Linked DNA regions of Mus musculus: region 2 is linked to region 1. The links are chromatin contacts, called in public Hi-C maps. All regions are on one chromosome and are shown on one strand. The core of a region is the stretch at or near the end of the contact, and the rest is flanking DNA. Distances in the headings are between cores, read along the strand shown. Region 1 holds the start of Il1rap (interleukin 1 receptor accessory protein). Region 2 overlaps Il1rap (interleukin 1 receptor accessory protein).

Region 1 (5,107 bases), core at 1,390-3,889:
GAAGTCTGCCATGAGCATCCCCAAGGCCTATTGAAAGTAACAAGGAAAATAATGTGTGAGGAACACACTTGGAGATTTTAAAGTTCTATACACACACACACACACACACACACACACACACACACACACACACACAGTTTGGTTATAATAACATGTATCAGGAATGATAAACCTCAGTATGCTTTCTTCAAAAACCCAGAAGCAAAGAGACTTTGCCTTCAATGCCCATCCCAAGCCCTTGTTTGACCTCATTTTGAACAGTTCCCTTATCCCCACAAGTCCCTAGTTTATAAGGCACACATTAAATCATATTGTGGCGCGTCACCACAATCCGAGCACAAAGAGTAAGGTGACAAACAGATGTGTCCCTGTCTTGTGGCAATGTCTGGTATGGGAGGTACCTACTGGACATCAGCAAACCCTCACCTCCTCTCAAGATGTATCCCGCCCTTTCCCTGGAGTTCATCAATACTGCAGGCAAGTGCTGTGGACTGTGAAGGAAGGAGGCAGCCCCTTATAAATGCTAACTACTCATTTCAGGGACTTGCACTGTGGCCAGTAGATGGTAGTAAATAATCATATGGATCAAAATAAAATCAATTGTCATGCAAGTCAGGTGGAGGTATCTATGGAAGCTGCTTCATTTTAAAAGACAAGTAACACAGGAAGGCTCATGTGAGCATATGTGTGTGCTTGGGTTTAAATAAAGCCAATTAGTATCCAGAAGAGACTGAACTTACCCAGTGTTACTGAACAATATACAAAAATCCCCTTGCTTCTTGATATTAGCTACAGAATATGAAGTAGAGATGGACCAAAGAACAGGACTAGAAGGCTTGGGGCAATGGAAGGCATTGCTATAACTTCAAGCTTCTTCTCCTTGTCTTTTTCATCCTTTATCAAACATTAAAAACCTTCTTTGCCAATGCAGGATGCCTCCTATCAAGGCAGTTCCCAGGCTGGAGGCTTGACCTCAAAAGGAGGAGGAAATTCGCATTGCTCAAACATCAAATGATCAAGCGAGTCTACCTGTGGACCATGTTTAGAAAGCACTGTAAAGAACTGCTCGGGCCTGCCAGGTAAGGATGACTGCCCCCAAACCTGAACACCAGAAGAGTTCCACCCACATGGTGGAGAGATAGGATTCCTGAGAAATTTTCTTTGACCTCCACACACATGTGCATCATGTGCATGCACACACACACACACACAGTCCTTTGACCTCCCCACACACGTACACACATGTACCCACCTACACACAAAATTGAATGCAAAAAATATTTTTAAATGCTCAAACTCTAAAGGCTAAATATCATTCTACTTTTAGATTTAAAAAAAAAAGTCACACCAAGGTAGTAGAAAATAACCCTTCTCAAACCCAGTGAAGCCAATATTAGTACAGAGCAATATTTGCCAAAGTCGCCAGGCCAGGCACCACTCTGAACATGTCACTTGAACTGTTCTATTTCATCCTCCTAACTACCCCTAGGATTCACAGGGGGCATTCTAGTGTCCATTTTGCTACTTGAAATAGTCTCAGAAAGGTGAGCTAAACTGCCCAAATTTACACAGCCAACACAAGGCAAAGGCACAGACAGAAGATAACCTTTTCAGCTTATTGGTAACCATAGCTTATTGCATGGAAAAGCATCTAATGTTTTCCGTAGCGCCTTGGTTCACAATTTCACAATCAGTGGGTTTGCGGAGGGAAGGGAGCAACTGTCTCCTAATGGAAACAGCAGAAGTTCGCTTTCGTGTTTTTGATTTTCTCTTTAACTAGGCTTCCCTATTCCCAATTAGGACTTAGAGGTAGAAGGAGGCTTCAGGCACCAGCTGTTCTAAAGGACAGGCATCCCATGTCCTGCCCACCACCCCCACCCCTCAAGGAAAACAGTTCCTGCTATCTCCAAGGCTGGGAGAGTGGTGGCCAGCACCTGTAGTCTCTTCCTTCTTCCTGAACTCACTGCCTGAAAGAGACCCTAGGCAGGAACGTCCCTCAGAAGAAAAAAAAAAAAAAAAAAAAAAAAAAAAGCAGGTCAGGAAAGGAGCTAGCAAGGCTGCTTGCTGGCAGCCTCTCCCCAGGGCTGTCATAGCTGGGACTGCGAGCTACGATGTGATGGAGTGGGTGTGCTGGGACACAGCCTCCTGCTCGCCTCAAGCTTACAGCGGCACTCCTGAGAACCCTAGGCACAAGGACCCTGAAATAGATCCCTCAAAAGCCTGAGAACCCGCACAGCCCCGGGCGAAATAGGCCTCCAATTTGCTAAGTTCGAACCCCGACCGCCCTACTAGTTAGTAGTGTGATTTGTTTAGCCTGGCCACAGTCTCGCTCCGTGTCTCAGTTTTGCTGTCTGTAAACCAGAAGGGTTGTGGAAGACGATCTACAAGAATTCCTACTACCCGGAGTTACTGCGGCTGGCCATTTCAACCCAGCCCTCCCTGCAGAGCAAGACTCACCTTATCGGGCCAGCCCAGCAGGCTCGGCGACAGCGACCAGATGGATGCAGGGTGGCCGACCACTGCCTCTTTCAGCGCCCTGGTCCAAGCCGAACCTAGGAAAGCCAGATGCTGGCAGCCTTCCCCGACTAGCCTCTTACTTTCCGCCGCACTTTCTTTTTCCCCCTCCGGAGCTCCTCCCCCGCCACCGCGCGATTGGCCCTGGGATCCAGTCACAGACTCCACCCACGCGGTGAATCGCGCTCCGCCCGCGATCCGGGCTTCCCAAGGCTAGGGTTGGGGCCGCACGCGGGGCAGTCCCGCCCGCCGCGAGGAGGAGCCGCGTGGGGTCCGCCCGCTGGCGGATGCCAGGCTGCGCTGGGTGCCACCGCGTGGGCCACTGGGGCTGGGGCGGAACGTGCAAGGAAGGGCTAGCCCTGCAGCCGGTTGGTCTCAAGACCAAAATACTCAGAGCAGGTCCAGAGCCTCTGCACACCTAAGCGCACCGTTGTGCTCCACTGAAGATCGCGGTCCTGCAACCCAAGTGGGTCCTAGCCTACGGTTCCTTTGGTCTGTGTATTCACCTGTCACATACTAATGGCCATGAGTCGATTAAGGCTGCACCCCAGAGAACCCACCATGTGTCGAGTTCCTAGAGCAACAGGAACCAGCGGCAGCACAGCCTTCTCCTTAGTCAGGAGCCCTATCTTGCTCTGCTAGAAGTAGGGGACACAGGAAAGAGAGCACCCATCATGACAGTAGGACATTATCAGTATCGTCCACTATCATAATCAGCCACTAGTATAATGAGAGGCAAAAAAGCTAGCATTCAAGACGAATAAGCTGACAAAGAAGAATGCATTGGTGATTGAATGGAATAATCGATTACAGAAGAAAATAATTTTCTATTCCGTCATTCTCCTATCACCGGGTCCTTAGAAAAGCTTTAGCTGCCATCTCTACTATACACTGCAGTTATGTAATCATCTGAGGATCTGTATAATGGTCTTCCTTACATCAGTTTCCTTGTTCAAAAGCCTCCTCGAGAACAAGGCCCTTCAAACACGGTCCTCATTTCAGAGTATCCCCAACAAAGGCAATCTGCCAACCATACTTGTCTCTTCTCACAGGCCTTGCTCCTTGCCACCTCCTTGTCTGCCCCACCCTCAAACTACTTAACTGTGTCTTATTAATTTGTTTATTTGAGAAATTGAGTCCCAGATGAAGCAATTAAGCAATGAGGAAAGGGGTGTAAAAGGAAAGGGTGTGTGTGCTTGGGAACAAAATAAGAGCCAAGAAAGGTCAGCCTTCCTAAAGATGCTGGCTGTTCAAACCTTGCACACTTCCGTGACACTGCTGTAACCAAAACACCTGAAAGGACAACTTAAGTGATGGAAGCAACTACTTTGACTCTTCTGCTCCAGTACCTTTGTGTTGCATTGTGGGAAGAGGAGAGGCTGATCACTTTCTGCACCAGCAAAAGCACAGGGAAGGAAGAAGGCAAGGGACCAGATAGAACTGTCACATCCGTGCTGCACCAACCTCCTTCCTCCAAACTAGAGCTCGAACCTAAATTTCCAGACTCTCCCGAAACAGACCAGTTATTCAACACACAAACCTATGGGGGAAGAGTTCATATTCACACTGCAATACCTTCCTAAAAGAACTAACTGAGATGCTTCTGTGTCTCCTGACCTCAAGACAATTGAGCCGTTACATTATTATTTTATGTATGGATATCTGACACATACTCCATGCCCATAAGATTGTCACTGATGCAAAGAAGAAATGATCTAGGACATTTTTTAAGTTACTGGTGATAAGCACAAATAAAATTCTTTGATTTCTTCCTCATTCATTAAACATATTCCAGGCATCAACTTTTCCTTTTAATGTAGTACACTTATTAAGCACTACACTAATGATTTTGTAGGTTATCTACAAAATAGAAGGCATAAATCAATCACAATGGCCTCAGATATATTAATTCACTCAACTCTCACAGCAACAGATAGGGTGCCATGCAAAAGATGTAAAGAAAGTTTAAATAATTTTCTCAATGCTTTCAATCTAAAAGTAGAAGATACAAAAGTCAGGACCCAAGCAGTAAGCATCGACTTTCCAAAACATTCACCTGGATGAACTACCTTGGGCTACCCAGAAGCCAGGAAGATTATGTCAGTTGCCAATGGACCTAGATATTATCCTGGGCAATTAGCAACTGCACATAACATGGAGATGGAAGGAATTTTACAAACACAGCATATTATTTTATCCTACATAAATAGTAGAAATAAAATAGTTAGCCAAATCTATATATTCATATAATAAGGCATTTATTATCATGATTACTACATCATGAGTGTATATCTGAAAAAAAAGGGCTTGGATTATAATGGGATAAAGCAAAAGTTAAATAGACATATGGATAACAACTGAAAGGAATGTGAAAACCAATGCAGTGTGGGTTATGTCATCGATTAGGATGTTATCACTAATATGCCACTGTCAAGGTCCCTAATGACCTTGTTAGTGTTCAGTGGTCACCCTTCAGTCTTCATCTTGCTTTACTGCTCAAGCTGCATTAGGCAAATTTGACCCATTGATCCTTTACTCATGCTTGACTCTGGTTTTCTTCTGCCCCATCTGATGCATTTTATGGGCCATTCTG
Region 2 (5,107 bases), core at 675-3,174, 87 kb before region 1:
TGTTTTTATTAATTCCTTGAGAATTTTGTAGATTGTCTCTTGATCATGTTCATCCCCCTCCAAAATACCTCCCACATCCTCCCTACCTCCCGATCCACTCATCTTCAAGTTCTCTCTCCCTCAAGCTTCCTTCTCCCTGTCTAATCACATTTGGTTTTTCTATTTTGAAGTTGTCTTAATTATTATATCCTCACATTACTTGAATGTTACTATTTTATAGCATTTGATTTTTTTTCACTATGACATCTTTTTGTACAATTTCCTCAAAGTGTGAAAGATACTTTTTTCTGGAATAATTAATTAGGCTTATGATATATGCTATCTAAATAACATATATCAATTTGATAAGCAATGGAGCTTATTCACGCTTATTTTATATGTAAGAGCATTTTTCCTCCATGTATGTATGTGCAACACATACATGTATGCTGCCTTCAGAGAACTGACGAGGACACTGAATTCCCTAGAACTGGAACTACAGAAAGCTGTAAGACACAATGTGGGTACTGGGAACTGAACCAGGGTCGCTGGAAAAGCTGGGGCATTGCAGCAGGCCCCAAATCCTGTCACAATAACCTGAACTATCTGCTTCTTATTGAGAAGGGTAAGTTGTACCTGAGAGTCATCCTTAATATGTCACCACTTAGGACTCTTTTCTGAAAAATTAAATGTTACATAAATTTTAAACTTCTTCCTTGAGATGGTTTTATGTTTATCTCTCTTAACATAAAAATTATTTTTAATCACCATTTGACAACTCTCGAAGTAGTCTTCAAAACCAGTGTGTATTCTTTTTCTACTCTGCATGATCTGCCTCTGGAATGGGGAGCTATGATTCTTTCAATTGGCATGGTTGTTTCTATCTCCCTAAATCTGAGCTAATACTGAGATTTATATGGCAGATACAGTGCAGCCACAGATCTTACAACCTACAACCATTTTGTTTTCGTCTAATCCTCTTATTATTGGAAGAGTAAATCTGGTCCAACTCAGAGCTGAGGTGAGCACCAACTTGTGTACATATGGGCCACAGCTAAAAGGACAGCTGTCTGGCCAAATCCCAAACCTACAACTGCCCAAAGCCAGCCCAGAATAAGTGCCTCAGGCAACCTATAGACTCATGAGCACAGCCACATATGTAACATTTAAGGTGAAGACTTGTCATAAATTTTTCAGGATTATTCCACAAACTATTTGCAGCAGTAAGTAACAGTCAACCCAACTATGTCAACAATTATTTTACTTTTGACAAGAGTCAAGAATTACATCTTTCTATCTCAGAAAAAAAAATTGACATCTAAACAGTTCTCCAGGAAATTGCAGACAGTCGTTTCCAAGACTCAGTGATGAGTAACTTTTAATCTTCTTTCATTAACTTTGCTTTTTGAATTCAGCAAGCAAGGAGAACTATAAAGTTCAAAGGCTGTTTACATCAATATGCATTTATGATATCTGTACAATATTACTTTTTTAAAGAAACATTTGTTCACACTCATTAATTACATTTTCATTAGTGCTATGAAGCTGCCAAATAAGCTTATTTACTGTACAGAAATTTACAACAGCTTCTCTGATAAACTTCACAGTTTTCACATGTGACCCAATTCCAGTACTTTCTCAAGCTTCTCTAAAACAAACATATTTTTTCCAAGATATGATCCAAAGTATCAACAAGAATAAGAGAGATGACTATGCCAATATTAAAGGGACACAAACTAACCAATTTAGCAGATTTCCAAACACAAACCTTAAGCAATCAAGGAAATGTTGGAGAACAAACTGAGCTGCAAGCCTGAAGGCAGCCAAGACCTAGAAACTGTCAGCACCATTACAAAGAATGTTGTTCACCCTACATACCGCCCTCCTCCACACATATTACAGTCAGTTCGAGTAAGAAGAGGCATGTGACTTACTTGGGTCAATACACAAATGCCATTTGTGGTGGGTGTTTTAATGGCTAGGTTGTATTTCATCAAGCTCTCTTCTGTCTTGTGAAATAGGACACAAAGACTGAGCCTCCCTTGTTTAGGTCCCTCCATGTAATGCAGGAGGTCTTCTAAGTCATAGAGACTGAGATTTTCTCATAATCACTACCATCCCTCTATTCTAACCTGGAAAATGAATCACATACCCCAAACACTAAATTTTTGTTTCTGTGGGGAGTGGTAAAAATAAAAAGGATTACAGGAAAACTTTCAATGAAGGTTAGAAAATTATCAATGAAGGTCAGAAAACTATCAACAAAGATTATATGCTCTGCTTCATTTCCTCTTCCCTCTCTGAGCAGCATTCAACACAGAACTAAAGGGTACGGGCATCTAGATTATTTATTTTGAAGACAGGGTGGTTACTACGTAGCTCTGGCTGGATCTGGGACTTGCCACATAGAGCAGAGATCTGCTTGCTCCCCAGTGCTAGGATTAAAGGCATGTCCACTATGATTCTTCATACTTTGGGACCAGGTCCTAAGCAGGAAAATGAAAGAATCTTCATTAAAAGGGCAAATATTTGAACTTGGGGACTCTTGAATTTATTGTGCAGCCACATCACCCAAAGGAGAGTTCCAAAGTTGAATCTCACATTCCCTTTTAGAATTTCTAATCAGCTTCTTAAATGTAATTGTAAAATCCAGGAAGATTCTACAAAAAAAAAAAAAAAAAAAAAAAAAATACTTCTCAGTGAAATAAAGGAATTTAGGGAAAATTCCGATTATTCAAGGAAAATATTTTAAAAGTGATTGTGTGTGATTCTTAACTTTAGAGGGGTAAGGAACCAGTCACAGCCCTGCAGAACGAGATCCTTGAACAGAAGTATATTCAGAGACAAAAAGAGTAACTAAAATTTTCGTGTAACTGCAAATGTAAAAACTGTAATAGATGGTGTGCTAGGAAGTTAAAATTGAGGTTTTCTTAAAAGGTAAAGTAAAAAAGGAGAGCATATAGCAAGTAGTGAAATTAGAAAGCCAGTCCAGGAAGTGCAGCATTTTCCGATACAAACCACAAAAGGGAAGAAATTAAAGAGAAAGAAGAAAACTTTCAATTCAACCACTCAAAGGAAAAAGTTCCAGGGCAGAAATACGAAAAATTCGGCTGCGAAGGTGCCTATCATTATGCTCATTGTGCCCCACCACAGGCAGTGAAAATAGACCTATACCAGTCAGGCATTCTGAAAACATTAGAATGAAAGAGATGACTCTATAAACTACAAAGAAGTATGAATGAAAACCGCTGCACACTGAAGAAGTAATGTGGGAAACAGCAGTGCTAGAGAAGCCTTCACATTGAAACTGAAGATTAGAAGAGAAATAATAGGCATACAGGAAGAAAAAGAATTTCCAGTCTTGACTCTAACGGCACAATCAAGTGTGAAGGCCATATTTGCAGACACATAAAACTTCCACGTGTTAATCCCCATGCTCTCGATCAGAAAGCCTCCGGGGTCTGCATGTCGTGAAAACGATAAATAAAAATACAAAGGGAACCCCAGGATCAGGATTGGGCGATTTGATTTAAGTGAGCAAAGTAACACTCTACAGTGTGGCTGGAAAGGTCTCAGGATAACAGCCTTGTGGCAGAGTTCAGTGAAGAACAATCTAGAGAGTGGAAATCAACGATAAGGGGAGGTAATCAAGTATCTGATGGATTACAGTGACATTATCACTGTAAAAAAAAAGAAGAAGAAAAAAGGTTTTCAGAAAAGCAAGAAAAAGGAAAGAAAATGAGTAAGAAGAGACAATCCAGAGCACATGGAAAATACAATTAATAAGTTCAAGAGTTAGAAAAGTAACCTAAAAATAGTAATATTGCAATGTAGGGCCTCATTATTTAAATCCTCATAATTCAATTACACATGCAATGGGTAGTGAGGAATAGGTAGGAAAAAATGGGAAGGTAGAAAGTGAAACAAGATAACTTTGATTTTATTACCACAAAAATCAAAATAGAATGCACTAGGTTGAGTAAGAAAATAGCAATGTACATAAATTTATAAGCAAAATGTAGATGGAACCCAGTTAAAGAAATAGATAAAATATTTAGAAGTGCCTTTGAGGAAGGTAACAGGAGGGGTCTAGGGATGCCATAAAATGTCTTACAATAATTGACAAAATAATTCTAATTACCTCATTTTCTATCAGGCAATTGAAAAAGATACAAAGATGGAAAGGAATGAAGGAAAGAAGGAGGGAAGGAAATAATAATGGAAGGAGGAAAGGAAGGAATAGAGGAAGGGAAACTAGAAGGGAGGGAGGGGAGATGGCAAGGAGAGACAGAGGGAAGATGTATTATCTAATACAACCGACAAAGCCTTCACCATTGCCAAATAATCTGAAAGGCACAAACTTTCTTTTAGAAAATATCTTCGTTTGTTTTAATTGTGTTCCTATGAATGGATATAACAGTTAGTTCACTGTTCAACTATAAAGCACATATTTTAAAGACAAAGAGACAGAAGGTTAGAACAGCTGAGTGAGGCTAGAACTTCACCATGGTGTGCCTGCTGTCTGGATGAACTCAGGAACCACAGCCTTATGTTTCCTAAAGGCACTCACAGTCTACTGATGCTCCCTCCCACAGGCAGCTTTATTGAAGCTCTGCTTTCATGACAAATAAATGATGGTAAAAGCAAGATTCTGAGATGAAAATTATCATTTTGATGTGGGAGATGTCTGACATTGTATGTTTCAAAAATAAAAGATGTAGTGGTTCAGCAATTACAAGTTTTCTTCTGAAGCTGAGAGACTCCAATGAGTAAAGGCTGCTGCACTGGGGAAGGTCAAAGAGCTTCTTTAATTGTCTGACCAATTTCATAATAGTGAATGGCACTAATCATATTAAAATTGTTCATGTTCATGCATGCATGCATGCATGTCGTATTTGGAGTTTTGTAGTTATGTTGCAAATAGTGAGGTGGCTGTAGTGATGTACATTGTTCATATCTTTTTTAAAAAGATGTATTTATTTATTATATATAAGTACACTGTAGCTTACCAAAAGTGGGCATCAGATCTCATTACAGATGGTTGTGAGTTACCACGTGGTTGCTGGAGTTGAACTCAGGACCGCTGGAAGAGCAGTCAGTGCTCTTAACTGCTGAGCCATCTCTCCAG

What was found. A called contact is a pair of places that touch in the nucleus more often than the background predicts.
Region 2: a contact with region 1 is called in a Hi-C map of adipose-derived mesenchymal stem cells, with 2.1 times the contacts expected there. The contact joins the enhancer-like site here to the promoter of Il1rap in region 1. A contact is called at or near these places in 6 of 39 promoter capture datasets (the 3T3-L1 cell line, hippocampal neurons, liver and 1 more), 1 of 15 datasets of contacts at CTCF or cohesin (CD8 T cells), 4 of 484 Hi-C or Micro-C datasets (the 3T3-L1 cell line, 3T3-L1-derived adipocytes, adipose-derived mesenchymal stem cells and 1 more), 2 of 115 datasets of contacts at active chromatin or transcription factors (bone marrow-derived macrophages and embryonic stem cells) and 1 of 9 other capture datasets (pancreatic islet).

Annotation. Positions count from the first base shown.
Region 1 is chr16:26,579,237-26,584,343 of GRCm38.p6, reverse strand. It overlaps Il1rap (interleukin 1 receptor accessory protein), which reads right to left and starts at 2,639. Exons shown (of 11, transcript NM_001159318.1): 1 at 2,458-2,639.
Region 2 is chr16:26,665,973-26,671,079 of GRCm38.p6, reverse strand. The region is part of intron 2 of Il1rap (interleukin 1 receptor accessory protein); the gene reads right to left. Among named protein-coding and RNA genes, the nearest start is that of Il1rap, 87 kb to the right of the region's middle. Within about 2 kb of position 1,924, at least 18 of the 459 cell types and tissues checked have an H3K27ac peak or open chromatin away from gene starts, as enhancers often do. A contact at or near this core is called in adipose-derived mesenchymal stem cells, where this site is marked.